Linked DNA regions of Mus musculus: regions 2 and 3 are each linked to region 1. A link is a contact called in public Micro-C and promoter capture Hi-C data. All regions are on one chromosome and are shown on one strand. Each heading gives the region's core, a stretch centred on a gene start, on an enhancer-like site or on the middle of the called end of the contact. The rest is flanking DNA. Distances are from core to core; before and after follow the strand shown.

What was found. A called contact is a pair of places that touch in the nucleus more often than the background predicts. Capture Hi-C pulls out chosen DNA fragments and counts their contacts.
Region 2: a Micro-C map of muscle stem cells shows a contact between it and region 1, with 4 times the contacts expected there. The contact joins the enhancer-like site here to the promoter of Pde10a in region 1. A contact is called at or near these places in 1 of 39 promoter capture datasets (embryonic stem cells), 8 of 484 Hi-C or Micro-C datasets (the C2C12 cell line, CD8 T cells, the HPC-7 cell line and 5 more), 9 of 115 datasets of contacts at active chromatin or transcription factors (craniofacial prominence, embryonic basal ganglia, embryonic forebrain and 6 more) and 3 of 9 other capture datasets (adipose tissue, liver and pancreatic islet).
Region 3: a promoter capture Hi-C map of liver shows a contact between it and region 1. The contact joins the promoter of 1700010I14Rik here to the promoter of Pde10a in region 1. A contact is called at or near these places in 3 of 39 promoter capture datasets (the C10 cell line and embryonic stem cells), 3 of 484 Hi-C or Micro-C datasets (LSK cells, embryonic stem cells and nephron progenitors), 2 of 115 datasets of contacts at active chromatin or transcription factors (bone marrow-derived macrophages and forebrain) and 3 of 9 other capture datasets (adipose tissue, liver and pancreatic islet).

What each region holds. Positions count from the first base shown.
Region 1 is chr17:8,799,778-8,803,067 of GRCm38.p6, reverse strand. Pde10a (phosphodiesterase 10A) reads right to left here and starts at 1,323. Exons shown (of 22, transcript NM_011866.2): 1 at 923-1,323. The coding sequence starts at 989.
Region 2 is chr17:8,950,503-8,954,105 of GRCm38.p6, reverse strand. It overlaps Pde10a (phosphodiesterase 10A), which reads right to left. Exons shown (of 22, transcript NM_011866.2): 12 at 2,517-2,609; 13 at 183-369. Among named protein-coding and RNA genes, the nearest start is that of 1700010I14Rik, 36 kb to the left of the region's middle. Within about 2 kb of position 2,290, at least 13 of the 459 cell types and tissues checked have an H3K27ac peak or open chromatin away from gene starts, as enhancers often do. A contact at or near this core is called in muscle stem cells, where this site is marked.
Region 3 is chr17:8,986,506-8,990,224 of GRCm38.p6, reverse strand. 1700010I14Rik (RIKEN cDNA 1700010I14 gene) reads right to left here and starts at 1,892. Exons shown (of 10, transcript NM_025851.3): 1 at 1,804-1,892. The coding sequence starts at 1,828. Pde10a (phosphodiesterase 10A) reads right to left here. Exons shown (of 22, transcript NM_011866.2): 22 at 3,577-3,719.

The DNA.
Region 1 (3,290 bases), core at 74-2,573:
AAACATCGTCTGCCTGCCTGCCTGCCTCCTTCCTTCCTTCCTTCCAGTGAAGCTGCTTTTGACTTCTTTGCTCAATCTTGTCCCCCTCCCCCTATGACACGCCCTCTGTTGCCCCTGCCCCAGAAGGCTTGCAGACCTGCACCCGGGAGGGGCAGGTCAGAAAGGTCATGCTACAGTTGTCCCGCGGGTCCGAAGGAACCAGAGGTGCCTTTTTCTTCTATGCTAACGCCCCATTGTTCCTTGGCTTTCTTCACCCACCCTTGCACCAGCTCCCCAGAATCTGCGTGAGGTGGGCTGGGGGGCGGGGGGAAAGTGCTGCGTCCTTTTCATGAGGGTGGGTGCACCCAGCTCCATACCACTGGTCCGCGCGCCAGAACACAGTCACTGCAGGCTCGGGCACAGCCCTCCTTCACATTTGGAATCCTGGGCTTCCTGAGCCTTGCCTATCCCCATGGCTGCGTCAGGAATCCAGCGGTTTAGATCCCCAGGACCCCCCCAGTGGAAGGAAGCATATATACTCCAGTCAAGTGATCACAGGCTAGAGAGAAATGTAGAGTAATCGGTGACAAACTTGATGGTCTAAATCATGAGTCGGGTCAATGTGGCCAGGGACAGCTCTAGGAAGCAGGTTAGTTTCTAAACGTCCGGCTCCAACACCCTCCGGGTCACGCTTCCTCTGTGCGCACGCCGGGCTGGGGAAAGCCGGGTGTCCCTACGCTGATGGGCGGTCCCGAACGTCCCTGAGGTGCCACCAGCTTCCTGAGACCCACTGGCCAATATTGGTCTGGTACACACACACACCTTGCAGACTACCCACTACCGTAGCAGCTCCCTCCCCACCCCACGATCTGAACCCCCGATTTGTCCCCACCAAGCCAGAAAACCACCCCGGCCACGGGGAACGTGGGGCCGGGCCACTTACTGGGGCTGAGGAAACACTCGGTCAGCCTTCGGAAGCAACTCGCATTGTTAGAGGGTCCATCTTCCATGTCGGAGCCGAAGGGCAGCGGCCAAACGGTGGCAAGGGGGAAGGCGGCGCCTCGGGGCCGCCAAAGAGTTCGGCCACCGGCGGCAGAGCCGGGGCCGAGGCCAGGGCAGCCCCCGCCGGCGCCCGGAAAATCCGAGGAGTCCGCGCGGCGTGCACCCGGGTGTAGGGGAAGCCGCGGCGGCGGAGATGGCCGGGGCCCGGCGCGGGCAGGGAGCAGCAAGCCTTGAATCGCAGGCGAGAGGAAGAGCCGCCGCCGCCCGCCGCTGCCACCGCTGCTGCCACCGCTGCTGCGGTGACTACTGCCTGGGGGGACGCTCAAGGGAGCTGCCTCTTGTCCTCCTCCTCCGCCGCCGCCGCCAGCATCGCCGCCGCCGCCTCCTCCTCCTCCAGCCGCCGCTGCGCCCTCCCTTCTCGGGAGACGCGCGGGGAGGTGGAAGGCAGATGAGGAGGGGACAAGAGGGGGAGGGGGGAGGGGGGGCGGCGGCCAGAAGTACCAGGAAGATGAAAAGGAGGAGGAGGGGACAGGGGAGGAGAAGGCAAGCGCCCAGGGAGCACGGGCCGCCACCCAACCACAGCCTCCGGCACGGAGAGCGGAGAGGGCGCTGGGGCCCCCAGTGGGGCTGGCGTGGCCTGCGGGAGACAGGGACCGGGACAGGGGCGGGGGCGCCGCTAGCTCCTCCCGGCTGCAGCCAAGCAGCTCCCGGGCCAGGCTCAGGCCCACTGTACTCCGCCCGCTGGCCGCGCCGCACCGGGGTTCCAGAGGGACTTGGACACGGCCGGGCTCGTCCCCAGACTCCCGCAGTGGGGCCTGGGGGTGGGGAGCGAGCCGCTCCTCCGGGCTAGCCATGGCCCTCCTCCCCAGCTTGCAAGGGGGGCAGGCGGGAGGGCGCGGCGGCCCGGACTCTGCGGGCTCCGCCCCCGCAGCACCGGCCCTCCCCGCGACGCTGCCCAGGCTCTGGTCCGGTCCGCCTCTCGGGTCTAGGGTGCCTCTCCGGCCCGGGGGTTCACATCGTGTTCCCTTTGGGATTCAATAGGACCGCGGGCGGGGGGACGAGTCCCGATCGCTGCGCCGGGGTGCGGGCTGGTACGCACGATCCGCGTCCTTCCCGGCCTGGCGAGGCTGCCGGGACGCTGCCTGCGGGCGTGGCGTGGTGTGTGCAAGCTCCGGCCGGCGCCTGAGCCGCGGCGGCTGCTCCAGAGCAGCGGAGAAAAGCGCCGCAGTGCTGCTGCCCGTGGAGGCGGCGGTGGTGGCGGCGGCAGAAGACGCCCACTGGCGGAGCAGGCGCTCCCCGAACCGCCACCGCCCGCGCCCACGTTGCGCGTCCACTGGAACTCAGGTCCCAGCACCCTGGCACTCTGCGTGTGGTGTGTGCCCCTGGCCCGCTAGTCTCCCTGGAGGTGGCACATCTGGATCTGGCGTTCCAGATGCTAAACCCACAGCCTAGCCTCTGTTCCAGCTGTGTGCAAACCACATCCGCCTGTGGGCGGGTGACCTGAACCAGGGAATCCTCTCTCCAGCCCCGCAGTATCAACAGAGAAGGCTTTTGGTCAGAGCTCCTGGAGGGGGGGATTCAAATTTGGACATTTAGCAAGTTTAAAATCAAGGCAGAGTTCCCATTAGAATGTCTCAAAAGGCGGTTCTTTCCGGGACTGCCTTGCCAATACCCACTTTAAAGCGAACTTTAGGTATGTCAGCCCACTTTGTCCTGGTGGGTCTGGAAGATAGAAGGAGCAAACTAGGGTTCGCACACAAAATGTAAAGAGTTCATTGCTTTAAAACCCAGAGACCATCTGTCACCAGTGGCTTACTTGGGCCCCCTATTCCTTCAACAGCCTGGAGACCGCTGCTGTAGAAAAAGTCTGGCGCAATGGGCGCTGAGAACAGGAACTTTGAGAGTTGGGGGAAGCTGACTAGCCAAGGAGCGCAGGTGCAGGTGTTGGCGATCCTGCCCTTGCCGACTCCCCTCAACCACCTCTGCACACCCGTTTTGAGTGTCCTGATTGCCTCTTGGTAGAACAGTCAGCGTCCTAAAGACCAACAGCTCAGCACCTAAGCTTATGCTGCCGTGCAGCGGCTTGGCTGATCCAGGGCTGGGACTCTGAGTATGAGACCTGCAGGGATGGCAGGAACAGTTTCTCCTCGTCGCAGTTTTCTTTTTTATTCGGATGATTTTCATGTTTTGATTTGCAGTGAATTCCACATTCTTCTGCAATACACTCTTTTCCCGGACTCCTGTCTCCTGATTCCAAACCCCTAAGAGTGGAAAAGGAACAGTCACGGTTGCACCGGATTGACCAGGTG
Region 2 (3,603 bases), core at 1,041-3,540, 150 kb before region 1:
TTGAACTACACTCAAACTCTTGGGAGTTAGTTTTCTTTACAGGCTCTGTAAGATACTTCGTAAAGTAGGCGCAAGCAGGACTTCCTGAACATAGTTCACAGAGGAAATAGAAATGAAAAAAGAAAGACAAGAAAAAAAAATAGCCGGAGCTCAAAGTCACGTGAGTCCAGAGTCACACTTACGTTAGCACAGTGCAAGGCCAGTGCGCAGAAGACAGCAAACATCTTGAAGTTGTTCTCGTCTGTCTTGGAGAAGGCGCTACCGCTGATCTTGTTCACCATCTGCACCACGCCAATCACGCTGCCTCGGCTCACTATGGGCATACACAGAATGTTCCTCGTGGTGTAGCCTGTGTACAGGTCCACCTCCCTGTGGAAGTGAAAGGGATAGCCCCATTAGCCAGCAGGGAAGGGTGACAGACAACACATTCCAACAATCCTGGCATTGCTATGTAGCTGGTGTGCATGTGTTACCAACGGCTAGAGTGGAGTTGGGGATTTGAGGTGGTGTAAAAATGAGTGTCTTATTAAAAAATTTCACAAATATTTAGGCTTGTTTGATTGTGTTTCTTTCTAGGGCAGTCTCTCCTGGAGGCTCCTGGCCAGGGTCGGTGATCTGGGGGAAGTTTGGTAGACAGTATCTTCCTTTGAATTTGGTCAGAGCTTTGAGACTGGTAACTTGCTAAAGCATTTTAAGTGAGGATATTTACATTAAAATCTAGAGCAGGTATCGGCAACTACAGTTATCATCCTTGCAGGACAAGGCTACCTTCATCTGTGGACGCTCTACGTGAGCAGAGAGCTGGGCTCCCGACGTAAAACTCCTCCTTATGATGTCCTTCAGAGCAGAGGGTTTGCTGATCCCTGACCTGAGGAGATGGTCTCCGAAAACAAGGCTGAGTTTCCCAGAGTCAGGCACAGACCCAACGTGGTGGCTGTGCTTCAGTCCCCCGGGGCCTGGCTTCTCCTGCTTACCCATGCTATCCAAGAACCATCTGGCCCTTGCTGCTGGGCTGTCGTCTCTACCAAAGGCACATTTCACTTATCCACACTCCACTTAGTGGTCAGCATCATTGTTAATAGCTAGTTACTGGCTGTTTCAAGTAAGGCTGTTGGGGGTGGGGGGGGGGTGGTTATAGCTGAGTCTTTGGACAAATGATTTCATTTCCCTTGGAGCACCTATGTAGGAGGAGGGCAGACTAGTGGATCGCTCATGGTCAAAGCTGTACCTCTGTTTTCCCAAGAGGCTGCCTTATCATCTGCTGCCACCAGCAAAGCAAAAGCTCATGCCACCATCTCTGCCTTTTCCACCCCGATGCCAATCTTAAGATCTCAGCTGCTTGCCTGGTACACACCAGAAGGTGACCTGTTTATTCTCCATGTGTTGTTGAGTGGCTGTAAGTGCATCGTTTGTGGTGAAGCAGCCTACATGCTCTGTCCTGTATGGGGCTGCCTTGTATAGCCTAGATATACAGACAGTGGCATCACATGCTTTGCCCGTCAGTATCCCCCACCCCCCCTCACAAACACCTCAATCCATTGACTGCATTTTTGATTTTCTCAATAGTCTGACTCATAAATTTTCCATAAGGACTTTAAATGATGACAATTGATTTCAATATTTAGGCAGTCTAAGGACAAGCAAGCTTGCTTGGGGGAAACCTAAGGTTATTAGTATTCTTTGAGAATAGTATTCTTTGTTGGTAAAATATTAATACAGCTATGTTTCTATATGAGTCTTACATTCTCTGACACCCTATCATTAATCACAGGAAATGCCGCCAGCTGATTATACTGCTTTTAAAGTAAATCGGATGTATCATCTAAACACTGTTATTGTGTATCTGAAATATTGCTGTAACAGCCTCACCATCTACCTTGTGACTTCTAACTTCAAAGAACTGAATAAAACTTATTCTTTGATTTCGAGTTCTCCAGAGTCTCACGTGAATGAAAAATTCTTAATGCCCATCTTAATACTACACTCTAGCAATATCCCAGCTATGCGGCTAGCTCGGTTCCTAATTTGTGTGCAGCAAGGCTTCCAGAGCTCTTAGGAAAATTATCTGTAGTCCCAAGAAATGATTACAAGTGGGCAATCTCATACCATTTAGAAGAAGATGAAACTACGGCATAAAGAAATCAAATAACTGACCCCAGTTCCATCTATAGTGGATAAATGACAGGGCCTTAGTTCAAAACTGGACATGACAACCAAAAAACCAATTCCATATCCCTGTGTGGCAGCTGTAGAGCAGGCAGAGACAGAGAACAATGGGATGAAATCATGACATCACAGCCCCAGCCCCAGAAGCCCACAGCTGTCAGTTGACACTTGACACCCTGTGGAGCCCCAGCATGGAAGGCTGGCCTACAAATAGCCTCCAGCCATCATTCTGAAAGTGTCTGAGGACACTGACCACTGATAACCGACTGGGGCAGCGTGAACCAAGACTCCTTCAGAGAGGCTTCCGCCCAGTGGAACCTCAAAGGAGAAAGGACAAGGGCCGCACTCACCTGTTAAAGCGAGGGTCCGCGTAGGCATCGGGAATGTTCAAGACTTCGCCTGTTCTTGCCACTTGACCAGCAATCCCTTTCTCAATGGAAAATCTGCAGAAACAAAAAGGGAGGGCAGTGGTGATTACTCGGTCTTGTTGTAAAAGAGCTCTGAGGTATGTCATTAGCATCCGATAGTTGAATTGAGCCTCTTTTTAATTAGGAAATTAATTTTCCATTTATGTATCCTAAATAACCTTATGAAATATGTACAAGAAAGGCAGAAAATTACCCTGCAGTGATCACTCAGAACACTGTCTTAAGATGTAACGCATAGTAACTTGAGACCGTGCGACCATAAACTGAAACTGAAAACTTTGCAGCCTAGGCCTAGCGCCGCCTAACAACGGCAGCAAATCTTCTCACTAATTACAGCGTGCACATCTCTGTAGTGGACTTCTCACTGTGCTGGGCTCATTCCCTCGAGCGCAGACAGCCCAGCTCTGTTGCCCTGTTGTCTGTGATCCGTGCACTACACAGAAACAGGACAAAGGTGTTTTCATGCCTCTAATATGCTTGTTTTAAAAACAACCAGACTATACATAGGAACTGATTGTACTTAGTTATACTTTTGCAATAAAGCATCCCGCTGATAAATATTTGTCATGTTACTGTGTTAGAATCATAATGTGCTTATTTCAAAATTTAGCTAAATAAAAAAACCACATCAACAACTCACTCTATTTTTTTTTTTTTCAGAAACTCGAGAGGGCACTGACCCAAGACAGAATGAAAATATCCCCCCAAAGGACAGACCCTGCATGAAGTGCAAAGTCACCAGCCTCCTTGTTTTCTCCTGCTTTAAGGAGCACAAATTAGACATCACAAGCCATGCCAGAGTCTACTCATGACATGCACTTGTCTAACTTGCTCTGAGAGCCCTGGCATGGGGACTTTCCCTGAGCTCTTGGTTGCTCTTTCTCTACCCATGGAGAGCACAAGTCAGAGTGCTGGAGGCCAGCCTCAACTAGTTCTCACAGAGCCAGACAGCCTGGTTCTCTCCACTCCTGTTCCTGTACTTGTTAAAAAAAAAAAAAAAGAGCTAATA
Region 3 (3,719 bases), core at 643-3,142, 190 kb before region 1:
GCACCAGTGCCCCACTCAGCTCTCTTTCCATTCACCCAAGGCCCCACCCAAGAAACAGATTGGGTCTTCCCACCTGTCTTAGTCAGGGTTTCTATTCCTGCACAAACATCATGAACAAGAAAACAAGTTGGGGAGGAAAAGGTTTATTCGGCTTACACTTCCATACTGCTGTTCATCACCAAAGGAAGTCAGGACTGGAACTCAAGCAGGTCAGGAAGCAGAAGCTGATGCAGAGGCCATGGAGGGATGTTAATTACTGGCTTGCTTCCCCTGGCTTGCTCAGCGTGCTCTCTTACTACCAGACTACCAAGACTACCAGCCCAGAGATGGTCCCACCCACAAGGGGCCTTTCCCCCTTGATCACTAATTGAGAAAATGCCTTACAGTTGGATCTCATGGAGGCATTTCCTCAACTGAAGCTCCTTTCTCTGTGATAACTCCAGCTGTGTCAAGTTGACACAAAACTAGCCAGTACACCACCTCAGCCCATTTAAGAAAACCTCTCAGGGCATGGCCACAGGGCAACCTCATTTAGACAATTTCTTTTCAGAGCTCCTTTGTGAATTTATTTTGTGTCAGGTTGATAATCAAAATTAACTATCCCCTTGGTGTCTGTGTTGTAGGGTTTTATAGGGGGGATACCTCTCTCCAAGGTACTGACCAACACACACATGCACACCATACATGCAAAAACTAGACCAGCCTCAGAAGGGTCATAAAAGTCCAGGTTCAGGAAGCTCTACAGATACTGGTCTCCAATGTACCTCAGCAGACATGAGCCACATGCTTACTCTAATGACAAGAGACCATGTCTCCCAGCAGATGTCCTGCCAATGGCCTGGCTCTGAGCCTTGTGTGTGTTGAGTGTCTAGCATGCGGGCTGACCTGGCTAAGCACAACTGAGGCTGTTACCAGTTAGCCTCGTCACTCTCAAGGGACATCTGCAGTGTTGTCAGTGTCCCATCAATGTCAATGACCTCCACATCACTGCATGTGGATATGGGGGTTGGCTGTGCACTAGGACAGTAGACTTGCAACCTGTTGCTCTAGCAATATTCCCTGAGTGAACTCTGCCTCTCAATACTGGTGGTGTCACTTAGAGCTAGACTGTTAGGTTGTTAGATTTATTACATGTGAGCTGTTCCCTACTTTTATTATGTGTGGACAATCATCTATGTATTCGAAACAGACACCTGCTTGCCTGCCTGCCTCTCTGACCTGTAAGTCACATACCAAGAGAGCGGTGTGGTACAGGAAGTTTTGCAAAACTCTCAGCTTCAAAACAAAAAGCACTGAACGAGTATGGTGAGCCCCTCCATCCCTTTCCCTCCAAGGTACTTTTACACACACACACTCCATACGCCTTTACACACATCCTATAACACACATACCAAGGTGATAGTTACTTTTGATTATCAGTCTGACACAAAATAGAATCCAGGAAGGAACTCTCAAAAGAAATTGTCTAGATGAAGTTGTCCTGTGGCCATGACCTGAGGGGTTTTCTTAAATGGGCTGAGGTGGGAAGACCCACTCTGTTTCCTGGCGGGGTCCTGGAGCTGAGTGGAGAAATGGTGCGCGTGTGTTCTTTGCTCTCTGTTTCCGGTTGAGGACAGAAGTAGCCAGCTTCCTTAAGCTTCTGAAAGGTCTGAGTCGCTGGGTCCAAGCAAACCCTCCTGATCCAGGAGCTGACTTCCTGCCACCAGAAAGGTTTTTACTTTCAAAACCACTTCTGAGAAACCAGCTTTCCTGGACAAACATCAACCGGGTCAAAACCCACAAAAATAGAGGCAGACCACTTACAGTCAGGTTCCTGATCCTCAGCCATTGCCCCTCTGGTCGGCTCGCTGCCAACGGAAGCTGCAGTTGCCAACGGAAGCTGCAGTTGCCAACGGAAGCTGCAGTTGCCATGGAAACAGTAAATATTCCTAGCCCCTCCCCCTCAGTGTAACTCTGGCGCCCGGCCACAGGGTGGCAGAATAACAGAATAGCCAGGAGTCTGCCACCTTCCCCAGCCAGGTCTGGGAGCCCTGGAGGGATGCTCACTGGTTTTACTTTGCAAAACAAAACTAGGCAAGATTCATTACAGAGCATGGGACAAAAGATAACTGGTGTCCCCAGTGAATGTGCCCCCGCTGCAGTCCTTGGTTCTAGACGCAAGAACCAGAGCACACGGGATGCTAAAGAGGAGGGCTGAGGTGTTTCTGGACACGCGATAGGGTCACCAACTCAGATCCTCGAGTTCAGACAGAAAGGGAAGAACTCTGGTTTGCACAAGGCATGTGCTAGTAAGAGCGGCACCTCCCCTACTTCTGGAAAATGTTAATCTCCCCCCCCCCCCCACCCTACGGCCGAAAAAAAAATTCTTCCAAATCATGGCTTATGTCAGCGTAATCATTCTATCCCTTAGGTGACAAAAATCAGAACGTCAAGGGTCAAATATGTGTCGATTCTTAAGAATATAGTAAAACCCATATTCCCTCCTATTGTTTAGTCGTCTATCAAAGTGATTGAAGGAGAAGTATATTCAATTATTATCACTGCAACGACCTGTCAAAACTAAGGTGGATTTTTGTGGAAGCAAATCCCTGGCTCACTGCCCATGTTGTCCCCACGTGGGGGAGGGGGTGGCTCCTGAAGGCAGAGGAATGGAAGGACCAGACACCTGCGTTCACCCAGGGAAGAGTTTTGAGCAGCAATGGCTAAGTGCTATGGAAAGCCAGGAAGAACAGAGTTGCACCTAGTCCCAGGTGACCTATAACCTTAACCTATGACTCGGGCAGTGAATTCTGACCCTTTCAGCCTGGTTTGATATGAAAGGGAACTAGCAACTTTTCCACAGTGCCAGGCTGGAACCCACTCTTCAGAGGCAAACGAATGCCCTACCACCGAGCCACACACCCTGACCCCTTCCCCGTGAGGCTCAGGGCAGAGATGGTGGTGTTGGAGGAGGTAGAGCACATGTACACACAGTCTACCTCTGTCTTGGGTTTCTATTGCTGTCATAAACACTATCACCAAAAGCAACTTGGGAAGGAGGGTGTTTATTTCAGTTTACTCTGACCTTGAAGGAAATTGGAACTCAAACTGGGCAGAAACCTGGAGGCAGGAGCTGATGATGCAGAAGGCCACAGAGGAGTACTGCTTACTGCCTTGCTTCCTGTGGCTTGCTCAGGCTCATTTATTCCACAGTCGGGACCACCGGCCTAGGGTGTGGCACCACCCATAGTGGACCCTTCCATATCAATCACTAATCAAGGAAAATGTCTCACAGACTTGCCTACAAGTGAGTTACTATGGCATTTTCTCAGCTGAGGTTCCTCTTTCCACATAACTCTAGCTTGTGTGAAGTCAACAAAAACTAACCTGATAGGAGCAGGAAACAGATTTAACACTTATACTGAGAAGCTGGCCTCTGGCTCCTTTCTGGAGAGCAAGTGTTTTCTCAGCTGCATTTCATACAGACTGTGTTGACTCTCAGCCAAACAGTGTCTGTGGGAAGATCTGGCTGCCACCTATGGACAGCTTCTCTGGGCATCTGTCGCCTTCCCCACAAACGAGAGCAAACTTGAGAGATGATATTTTAAAAATGTTGTATTCAATTATTCACACCAAAGAATATCCATTAAAATTATGAACATTTCTAAATATATTTCATGTATCATACATATATATATACTTTATATGTATAATTACATATCCACAAAAGATTTCTTACT